3 separate regions of the Mus musculus genome follow, and all the other regions are linked to region 1. Evidence: chromatin contacts called from public HiChIP or PLAC-seq data. All regions are on one chromosome and are shown on one strand. Each heading gives the region's core, a stretch centred on a gene start, on an enhancer-like site or on the middle of the called end of the contact. The rest is flanking DNA. Distances are from core to core; before and after follow the strand shown. Region 1 holds the start of Ltk (leukocyte tyrosine kinase). Region 2 has its middle 35 kb from the start of Tyro3. Region 3 has its middle 40 kb from the start of Mga.

Evidence for each region. HiChIP or PLAC-seq counts read pairs in DNA pulled down with a chosen protein or histone mark.
Region 2: an H3K27ac HiChIP or PLAC-seq map of embryonic stem cells shows a contact between it and region 1, with 8 read pairs. The contact joins the enhancer-like site here to the promoter of Ltk in region 1. A contact is called at or near these places in 4 of 39 promoter capture datasets (embryonic stem cells and epiblast stem cells), 2 of 484 Hi-C or Micro-C datasets (cortical neurons and embryonic stem cells), 2 of 115 datasets of contacts at active chromatin or transcription factors (both in embryonic stem cells) and 2 of 9 other capture datasets (adipose tissue and pancreatic islet).
Region 3: a contact with region 1 is called in an H3K27ac HiChIP or PLAC-seq map of embryonic stem cells, with 5 read pairs. The contact joins the enhancer-like site here to the promoter of Ltk in region 1. A contact is called at or near these places in 9 of 39 promoter capture datasets (embryonic stem cells, epiblast stem cells, frontonasal cranial neural crest and 6 more), 1 of 115 datasets of contacts at active chromatin or transcription factors (embryonic stem cells) and 2 of 9 other capture datasets (adipose tissue and pancreatic islet).

What each region holds. Positions count from the first base shown.
Region 1 is chr2:119,758,633-119,762,113 of GRCm38.p6, forward strand. It overlaps Ltk (leukocyte tyrosine kinase), which reads right to left and starts at 1,799. Exons shown (of 20, transcript NM_203345.2): 1 at 1,620-1,799; 2 at 925-1,068; 3 at 663-834; 4 at 124-274; 5 at 1-29. The coding sequence starts at 1,662.
Region 2 is chr2:119,833,081-119,836,414 of GRCm38.p6, forward strand. No RefSeq gene overlaps it. Among named protein-coding and RNA genes, the nearest start is that of Tyro3, 35 kb to the left of the region's middle. Within about 2 kb of position 1,306, at least 9 of the 459 cell types and tissues checked have an H3K27ac peak or open chromatin away from gene starts, as enhancers often do. A contact at or near this core is called in embryonic stem cells, where this site is marked.
Region 3 is chr2:119,855,478-119,858,963 of GRCm38.p6, forward strand. No RefSeq gene overlaps it. Among named protein-coding and RNA genes, the nearest start is that of Mga, 40 kb to the right of the region's middle. Within about 2 kb of position 1,839, at least 6 of the 459 cell types and tissues checked have an H3K27ac peak or open chromatin away from gene starts, as enhancers often do. A contact at or near this core is called in embryonic stem cells, where this site is marked.

The DNA of each region.
Region 1 (3,481 bases), core at 549-3,048:
AGACAGACGAGTTGGCTCTCAGGGCTCCCCTGGGTGGCACCAAGGTGAAATGCTGCGTGACCAGGGACTCTCTCCTCCCCCAGCTCTCGGACCGGGCGCCCCTGTCCCACTCGCCCCGCTTACTCCGGGACAGGCGTCCTGGCCCTGCTGCCCCACAAGGATGTACACCGGCTCCCCGCGACGGAGGAAGAAGACTGCTGAGAGGAAGATGCCGTGCGCCCGTGACAGGTGGTTTTGGGCGCCCTTGCCGCCCGCCGCTCCGTAGGCGGAGATCCTGCAGGAGGAGAGAGCACCGGTCCGCGTCTCAGTCCTAGGCGCCTCGGTCCTGGACCAGGCGGCGGCTCAAGGTCGGGAACCCGTGGCCGGAAAGCTTCTTCCTAAGGGACTTAGATGGACTGTGAAGGGATGGGGAAGAACCGAGTTTTGGGTTGGGTTCCACGAGTATTTCAAGAGCGTTAACGGAGATGGCTGGAATCATCCAGCCCCATCTTCAGCCACCGTTGATTGGGCGGCCGTCCTGACGATGGTTAACTTAGGAGGAGGACAGACAATCGAAGTGACTGACACTAGACTTCTCTGCGGAATGTTTTAAGATAACTTCCCTGGTCTGTAGAACCTCAGCCTAAGAGGTGATTGCCACCCTCTTCCTGCTGGGCACTTACAGATACTGGCCTGTGTCTGGCACCCGCCACAGCTGCACGCCTTTGAGCGGCCCGGCAGCCCCCACTGTCACCATCACGCTGCTTCCTGTGTATGCCCCATCGCACTGTGTTTGTGTGGGTCCGCTCCTGCCGCTGGCGCCACAGGTGTTAAACACCCAAGGCCCCCGTGTGCCTAGGTACAAAGGGAGAAGGAAAAAGTTCCTCTCCAGGCCTAGGGATCTGGAGATGGTGAACCAAGAAAAGGGAGGAGCCTGAAACTCACCTAGAGGATTTGGGAGGGAAGCTGGCTCCAATTTACTGGGTGTGGGGGTGACTTTCTGCTCCTGGGAATTGAGTACCAGCACCGGCAAAAGCGAAGGTGTTAGAAAAGGTGTCTGGAACTCCGAGTTGGAGCAAAGAATAGTTCCTGAAAGGTGACAGGAAGAAGGGTTAGATGATGCAGAATGTGACAGGGGAGACATAAGAGATGGATAGCCACTCAGCAGTACCCTGCTTCCAGCCACACCCCGAATGCCGCCCAGCTGGTGCATACAGAGGCTGAAGCTAGACACCTACCACCCAACCGGGTTTCCCAAGCCTTGCAAGGTGTCTACATATATCATGACATATACATATATCTACATATATACATATATATATATATACATATATATATATATATATATATACATATATGTCTACATATATCATTCCAGAGCTCTCATGGAGTGACTTGGGGGCTGCACCGCTCTCTGTTGTACAGCACCCCACCACCTCTCCTCTCTCTAGCTTCCTCCCAAGTAGTGCCAAGGCCCCATCTGATTCTTAGATTCGGACGTGCTCCGCACCTTTCTTGCTGTACTCTAAAAGCACAAGGCCACCTTAGAAGGAACCATTGAGACCTGGTCTGTTGCTAATGCAGCCCCAAATCTAGTTGTCTCTGGTTGGCTGGTACCCTGACCACCAAACAGCACTTACCAGCAGCTCCCAGCCACAGCAGCAGCCGGTGGGAGCAGCCCATCGCCCAATCCCTTGGTTCCAGCAAAGGATGATGGTTGAGAACTCGATTCCCTAGCTGCAGTTTATAGGCGTGTCAGCAGTCTCAGAGCTATCACCACTACCCTGCCGACTTCCAACTGGCCTGTATACACTCACGTCAGACCCGGGAAATAGAAGGAAAAGGCGGAGCATGAGGACAGCGAGGTCCCCAGGCTTCTGGGAGGAGCCTTGCTGAGCTGAAGGGCTCTAGTCCCCACCTATGGCACACCAACAAACTAGTGAGTTCCTGGTAGGAGAAAAAGTTGACTCTACATTATACCTTTGTGATAGGCTGGACAGCACCTAGTACATGGCAGTAGCTTTTGTGGGTCTCAGGATAGCATCAATAGTGAATGGCTTTATTGGTGTCAGTGTTAGTTTAAGTGCATGATCACACATGGGAAGTATGTAGAGCCTCCAAAAATCCACCTGCCTCTGCCTCCTGGGTGATGGCGACTAAACTGTCCCCCATAAGGCATTATTGCTTGCCATTGCTGTGTCCCTTTCTGACCATGAGGCAGGACATCCCAGTACCTCAGAATCATGACTTTCTGAGTTTGTTGCACACTGTTCCTGTGGACAATTTCTTACTGCCATGACTGGATAAGGTGTTGAAAAATGTGGACAGTGTTGCTCACATTTGTAACCCAGCACCTGCCAAGTGGAGATGGGACCCCAAGTTCAGTGTTATCTTCTGCTTTCAAACTGGATGCCAGCCTGGACTTACATGAGACTTCCTCTCAAAAAGCTAATAGATATGTTAAAAAGATGTCAGAAGCCGGGTGGTGGTGGCGCATGCCTATGATCCCAGCACTTGGGAGGCAGAGGCAGATTTCTGAGTTCGAGGCCAGCCTGGTCTACAAAGTGAGTGCCAAGACAGCCAGGGGTACACAGAGAAACCCTGTCTCTGAAAGAGAAAAAAAAAAAAAAAGATGTCAGAAGATTCAAGTGCTAGCATTCCCAGGCAATGCAGAGTGGCTCAGCCACAGGCCACCAACTGCAAAATCACATGGAAGGATAGTTTTGTGTATTGTGTCCTTTATCTTTTGTTCAAAATGCTAATGTTAAGCCAGGCATGGTGGCTCATGCCTGTAATTCCTGCACTTGGAAGGCTGAAGCAGCAGGATTGCTATGAGTCCCCTCAAAACAAAAACAAAATCTTCCTACCAGAATAAATCTTTTGCAAAGGATCTCAGCTATCTGTAGAAGAGTGCAAATTTCTTTTTTTTAATTAATTTATTTGTTCAGCGCCCCACCCCCAGCCTCTCCCCTCAAGGTTCCTAATTTCTAATCCATGGGTATAAACCACCCAGGAGGCTAAAATCCCACCAGGGTCATTAGCACTGCACAAATAATGGTCTTGTGGGTTGCCTGACTCCCTGCCCTCTGCCGGCCTCCAAGGGGGAAAGCAAAGGTTACAGGAGGAGTTTCTTTGGGAGGAGGCAACTAAGGGAAGAACCATCCCAATAAACACATACTGGACTTAAAAAAACCCAAAAAACTAAGTCAATGACTGAAGCCTAAACGCTAAAGATGTTTTTACTTCTAAAAACTGAAGCTGGGCCTATCAGGTAACTAGCTAATTAGTAAATTCTGAGTATCTAATACTAACTCTAGCTACGGTAGATTTTATAAAAATGGAGAACTCATGACCCACTGAGTTCTATAGATATCACCATCACTCTCTTTCATGGATAAAATTTTGTTTTAATAAGCTAAAGAAAGGAACTGGTGGTGTGTGGGGCTGAGGAGCCCTCTGCAACCAGGGGAGCCAACCTGGAGCTGGAGAGAGGGAGGGAGAG
Region 2 (3,334 bases), core at 56-2,555, 74 kb after region 1:
AAGCAGTAAACAAACACAAGCAGACCATGAACTTCTGATCTTCCTGCCTCTACTTCCCAAGTGCTAGACTAGAGGTCTGCCCCATGGAGCCTGGCAAGAACCTTTAGTCTAGGGAGGGAAGGTGGCTCCAATGCTCGCCAAGTTTGAGGACCTGATTTTTACTTCCAGCGTCCACATAAGAAAACAGTAGATAGGGTTATAAACACTTGTAACCCTAGTGCCAGGGAAGCAGAGGTAGGCTAGCTAGCCTAGAGACGTGTCTCAAATACTTAAAAAAGAAAGAGAAAAAGGATAGACTTGAGGAATGACACTCAATATTATCCTCTGGGCTTCCCTGTGCATTTGTATGTGTACACAGACACACACATGCACACACGCACGCACACACACACATGGGCTTGCACACACACACTCACACACACGTGCTCACACATGCACTCACACACACATGCTCACACATGCACACTCACACACACACATGCACACTCAAATGAATCCTTTGTCTTTTTTATTTTTTTTGTTTTTTGGATTGTGTAGACAGGGTTTCTCCATGTAGCCCTGGCTGTCCAGGAACTTGATTAAAGGCATGAGAGTCACCACTGCCTAGATGAGAATCTTTTTTAAAAGCAAATGCTTGCTCTGCTATGCATCATGGTGCATAACTCAGAAGGCAGAGGTTCTAAGTGAGTTCATGGTCTTGGTACTCGTCTAGCATGTACAAAGGCCTGTGTCCCAAACCCAGCCACACAGGAGAAAAGGAAATAATAAATAAAAAAGATAGGACTGGACATAGTAGCACAACCCTGTAATCCTAACATTTGGAAAATGGAAGCAGGAACATCAGAAGTTCAATGTCAGCTGGGCAGTGGTGGCACACGCCTTTGATCCCAGCAATTGGGAGGCAGAGGCAGGCAGATTTCTGAGTTTGAGGCCAGCCTGGTCTACAGAATGAGTTCCAGGACATCCAGGGCCACACAGAGAAACCCTGTCTCGAAAAAAAAAAAGTTCAAAGTTATCTTCAGCAGTGTAGCCCATTCCAGAACAGCCTGGGCTACATGAGTCTATCTCATAAACCACCCAAAATAGATGCTTCTAGAAAAAAAATCTTGGTGTCCCACAAAGGAACACACAGACGAAGAGAGAATAAAAGGAAAGGGGTTGGGAAACTCTGGCAAGGCTAACTACCTTTGATTTTAAAAAATGTTTTTCAGATTTATGGTTGAGGAGGTTAAAGCCCACACTCAGCAAATATGAAGCCTTGGGTTTGATCTTTTAGCGCTGATTAAACTGGGTGTGGTCATGGTGTCTGGAATCCCAGTTCTCAGCAATCAGACACACCCAGCCATTTTAGGCTACTTACTGAGCTGATTACCTATTTGTCAGCCTCACCCAGCTGGGGTCATCTGGGAAGAGGGATCGATCCTCAGCTGAGAAAATGGCTCCATCAGATTGGCCTGTGGGCAAGTTTGTGGGGAATTCTCTCTCTCTCTCTCTCTCTCTCTCTCTCCTCTCTTTGGTTTTTCGAGACGGTGCTTCTCTGTATAGCCCTAGCGCTGGCTGTCCTGGAACTCACTTTGTAGACCAGGCTGGCCTCGAACTCAGAAATCCACCTGCCTCTGCCTCCTGAGTACTGGGATTAAAGGCATGTGCCACCATGCCGGGCACAGTAAGCAGCACTCTTCCATGGCCTCTGCTTCAGTTCCTGCCTCCAGGTTCCTCCCTCTACCTCCCTTCACAATTTAGTATAAACTTGAGGCGAAATGAATCATTTCTCCAAGTTGCTTTTGGTCATAGTGTTTAGCACAGCAATAGAAACTCCAACTAAAACGGCTACGTAGCAAGTTTGTGGTCGATCTCAAATAAAATAAAACGATGAAATGAAAGAAAAAAATTCCAAAGAAAGGTCATTCTTATCTTTTTTTCTTTCTTTTTTAAAATTTTTTTTAGGGGTTGGAGAGATGGCTCAGTGGTTAAGAGCACTGACTGCTCTTCCAGAAGTCCTGAGTTCAATTTCCAGCAACCACATGGTGGCTCACAACCATCTGTAATGGGATCTGATGTGCTCTTCTGGTGTATCTGAAGACAGCTACAGTGTACTCATATACATAAAATAAACATTAAGACACCTAACTTGTCCTATTTTTTTTCATATATGTATGCATGCCAGAAGAGGGCATCAGATCACATTATAGATGGTTGTGAGCTACTAAGTGGTTGCTGGGAATTGAACTTAGAACCTCTGGAAGGGTACCCAGTGACCTTAACCACTGAACCACCTTTCTAAGTCTCCGCTCCCTTTTTTTTTTTTTTTTTTTTTTTTTTTTGATACACTGTCTTTCTATGTAGCCCTGGCTGGCCTGGTACTTAATAGATTAGGCTAGCCTTGAATTCACAGAAATTACCTGCTTCTGCCTCCCTAGTGCTGTGATTAAAGGTGTGTGCCAGCCGGGCGTGGTGGCGCTCGCCTTTAATCCCAGCACTCAGGAGGCAGAGGCAGGTGGGTTTCTGAGTTCGAGGCCAGCCTGGTCTACAAAGTGAGTTCCAGGACAGCCAGGGCTATACAGAGAAACCCTGTCTCGAAAAACCAAAAAAAAAAAAAAAAGATAAAGGTGTGTGCCATCATGATCAGTTCTTATCTTTCAAACATCTTTTATTTTTATGTTTAGCTTACTTTCTGAGGTCAGAGGTGGTTGTTGAGAGTCCTCTTCTTCTTCCTCCTCCCCTCTTCCTTCTTCCTTATTGGTGTTCTGCCTGCATGTTTGTCTCTGTGAAGGTGTCAGGAGCTCTGGAACTGGAGTTAGTTACAACTGCCGTGTGCTCTTAACTGCTGAGCCATCTCTCCAGCCCCAAGAGTCCTCTTCTATTACTTTTTCTCTGGTCTCCATTCCCAACGCCCAACAGCTCTGGAATTACAGGTGTGGGCTGGATCATGACAGGCTTGGTACATGGGTACAAGAAACCTAACTCATGTCCTCCAGGTTATACACAAGTGCTCTCAACTACCAAGTCATCCATGGCTGTCAACTTAACTTATGACTACCTTCAATTTGTTGGCCATTCATGAACACAGCACTCACCAACGCCTCAGGCAAACAAGTATGAGCTATGGGCGTCTTTGTTTCTTATCTCTCCTGTGTCACCTTCAGTGATGGGAAGAGCAGGCTTCATGGGTTAGCTTTTTTCTTGGCTTGTGGAGAGTCTCTCCCTCGCCTTGGAACCCATGTTGTTTATACTTTGCTTTAGACAGGGTTCTGAGAACTCCACACTATATCTTATCTGAGTTTTTGTTCTGAAAATGAACTACACAGCCTGAACTGGCTTTGAAATCAAGGTC
Region 3 (3,486 bases), core at 589-3,088, 97 kb after region 1:
GCCTTAGAAGCTGCCCCTGCCACCTGGCTTGAGACAAGAACAATGAGTCAGCAGCAGTTTCCAGATTTCCTCAGCTACTTCCTCAACAAGAGTTTCCAGCCCCTTCGCTCAGTAATGGAAGGTCCCTAGAGATGGAGTAAGATAAGGGTCACCTACCCCAGAATGCTCTAATGTGCTTTAAAACCGGCCTGCGAGCACACTCGATTGTCTCTCTATACTGGTAATGGGATACCCCCAGCATGATGGACTTTTGCAGAATAAAACACTGCATTTACATACTATTAGAGTCTGGGGTGTCATTCTTTAGCGATTCACAGGCCCTTACAGTTTTTATTATGTAGCTCCACCTTTCAATCTGTCTGCATCAGCCTTTTAAGTATCACAGGTTTTGCCACCCTGCTTAGCAATTTCTATTGTATTCTTTTGGTCAAAACCATCACAAACTTAGTAAAACTTCAACAAGTTAGAAAGATAAAGCTGTAGTTAGATGATCAAGTACGATGTGCGTGTGTTGGAGGTGAGAGGTTGAGGAAATGGAGATATGCATACCTACAGAGGATAGAGGTTAATATTGGGTGTCATTTTCTTTCCTTTTTTTTTCTTTCAGACTAGATCTGAAGTAGCCCCAGCTGGACTGGAACTCACTATATAGGCTAGGTTGGCCTTATACTCTCAGAGATTCACCTGTCTTTTCAACCCCACCCACTAAGTGTTGGGACCAAAGTTGTGCATTTCCGTGCCTGGCCCTCCATCTTAATTTTTGAGAGCAGCTCTCTCACTGTGCCTAGAGCTTGCTAGACTAGCTGGTTAGCCAGCCCCTGGTATGTTTTGCACTGGGTTCATGGGAACATGTCTGACTTTCATATCAGTGCTGAGAGTCAGAATTCAGGTCCTTATGGATCAGGTAAGCATAGGAGATAGTGTAGTCTGGTACCCTATCTGGTTTTGGCTATATATAACTCCCCATTTTGTAGTAATGCACTTGACAGGCTGGTTCCCTGACCTTAATATGCATACATGTTTCTCAGCCAATAATCCACCTAGCAACCTTAGAAACCACTGGAACCCCCATCTTCCCTGGGCTACACATAGTGCAATATCTGAACAATAGTATAAATTCCTCTGCCCCTAGTAACAATCAAATTTAAATAGTTCTAGCAAAGTGCATTTCCATGTGGTATGAAGACTAGATGGGCTGATTCAGCCTGAACAGGTTTGGCGTTCATGCCCTAAGGGAAAACTGTGTTTTTATTTTATTTTATTTTATTTTATTTTATTTTATTTTATTTTATTTAAAGATTTATTATATGTAAGTACACTGTTGCTGTCTTCAGACACTCCAGAAGAGGGTGTCAGATCTCATCACAGATGGTGGTTGTGAGCCACCATGTGGTTGCTGGGAATTGAACTCAGGACCTTAGGAAGAGCAGTCAGTGCTCTTAACCACTGAGCCATCTCTCCAGCCCCTTATTTTATTTTTTAAGGCAGGGTCTCTCTCTCTCTCTCTCTCTCTCTCTCTCTCTCTCTCTCTCTCTCTCTCTCTCTCTCTCTCTCTCTCTCTCTCTCTCCCTCCCTCCCTCCCTCCCTCCCTCCCTCCCTCCCTCCCTCCCTCTCTCTCTCTCTCTCTCTCTCTCTCTCTCTCTCTCTCTCTCTCTCTGGCTCTCTGGCTGTCCTGAAACTCACTATGTAGACCAGGTTGGCCTTGGACTCAGGAATCTACCCACTGCTACTTTTCAAATTCTGGGATTAAAGGCATGTACCACTACATGTAGTGACTGTGTGGAGTTGGTATGTGCACATGAGTATGGATGTTCTCTGAGGCCAGAAGTGTCTGATTCCTGTTGGACTGGGATTAAAGACAGTGTGAGTTGTCCAACATTGATGCTGTGAACTGAACTTGAGTCTTGGAGAGGGCAGTCAGCACAAATAACTTTTGAATTGTCTCTTTAGCCCCTTAGCCCTTAAAAATAAAAAAAAAATATGTTTTATAAGCTGGGTAGTGATAGTGTACACCAGCATTTGGGAGACAGAGGCAGGTGGATCTCTCCTGGGAGATGGTTTTGTGCACTGTGTATTCAGATGCTGATTACTGCGTCCCGAGACCTTGTTGCATCTGGACACTGGCATTGTCATGTATCTTCTTTCTCAATGTTGTGTAAAAGTTGTTTTCCATCACTTCTGATTGGTTAATAGCTGTTCAGCAAATTCCTGTGCAGGAAAGAATATGATGGGACTTCCAATTCCTGTGAAAGGGTCCTGTAGAGACCAGAGAGTTTGCCAGAAGGAGTCACAGAGGACTAATTAGGTTAGATTAGAGTTAGAATAGATAAGAACCCTGCCCGATATAGTGCAAGATGCTCATTTATAAAAATACCAGATCTCCATGTTATTATTTCAGAACAGGGTGGGCATAGAAAAAGCCCTGTATATTTACTTACATTTAGTGCCTAAAGTGGGGCACAGAATCCAAGCTTAAACAAAAGGTTCAGGTATTAAAGAAGTCCTAGGTGGAAGGTGGTTTCCTAGTCGCTTGGGACCAGGAAGTTTCGAGAAGCCAAGTATTCTCCGAAGACAGGAGACCTGCAGCATCTCCACACCTTGATCTCACTTTGGGGAGGCAGATAGGCATGGGCTCTTGGCTGGCCATAGAGTTTGTACTGCACAGACCTGACTCCTATGCCCCCTGGCACCTGAAGATCCCACCAGACAGCATGCTTTGGAAGATGTACAAGCTGTAATTGAGCCATTTGAACTCAAAATGTGGGCAGCAAAGGCCCTAGCCCCTGCCCTTCATTGGCTGTTGGAGCAGTGTTTTGTAGTACATAATGGGTTTCCACCTTTGTAGCAATCCTTGGCTTTAGTGAACTTGATGTTCCACCTTCACAGCCAGGTCTCCCTTTGGAATGAATTTGTGGTGAGGTCAGCACTACTGCCTGGGGGCAGGGAATGGACGCAGAGGATCTGGACTCAAGGGGCATTGAGTTGGTTGCCCAGGCTGCCCTCCCTCAAATTTCCATTCAGTGCCTTGTGAGAAGACTCTGACCTGATTGGGCAAACTGTCCTTACAGGCTCCAGCAGGGAAGGGCCCCTAGCCTGAGTGGGATACCCTCTAGGGGAGGAGGCCTGCGTCCCTATCAGAGCTTGTCAGAAGCTGCAGCTAGCAGATGGTGTGTGCACCTTGGTACAGTCGTCTAAGTGACAGGGTTTGAAGCTAGTAGGGTGCCAGAAGGAATCTAAGACTAAGAAAATAGATGTATTCTCCATGTATGGCCACTTGAAGGAATGCTAAATCCAAGGACCAAGTAAATAGTAGGTTTTACAGGTTTCATTTCAAGCTTTTTCTCAAAAGCCAGCTTGCCTTGTTGAATTTAAATAGCTTTGATTGGCAATTTATTTACACCCCTTGTTTTCAGAACATGTCAGCTGAATAAAGTTGAGGTTTATTTAGAAAAAAAAAAAAAGACTAAAGCCAATAGAAGTCTGGTA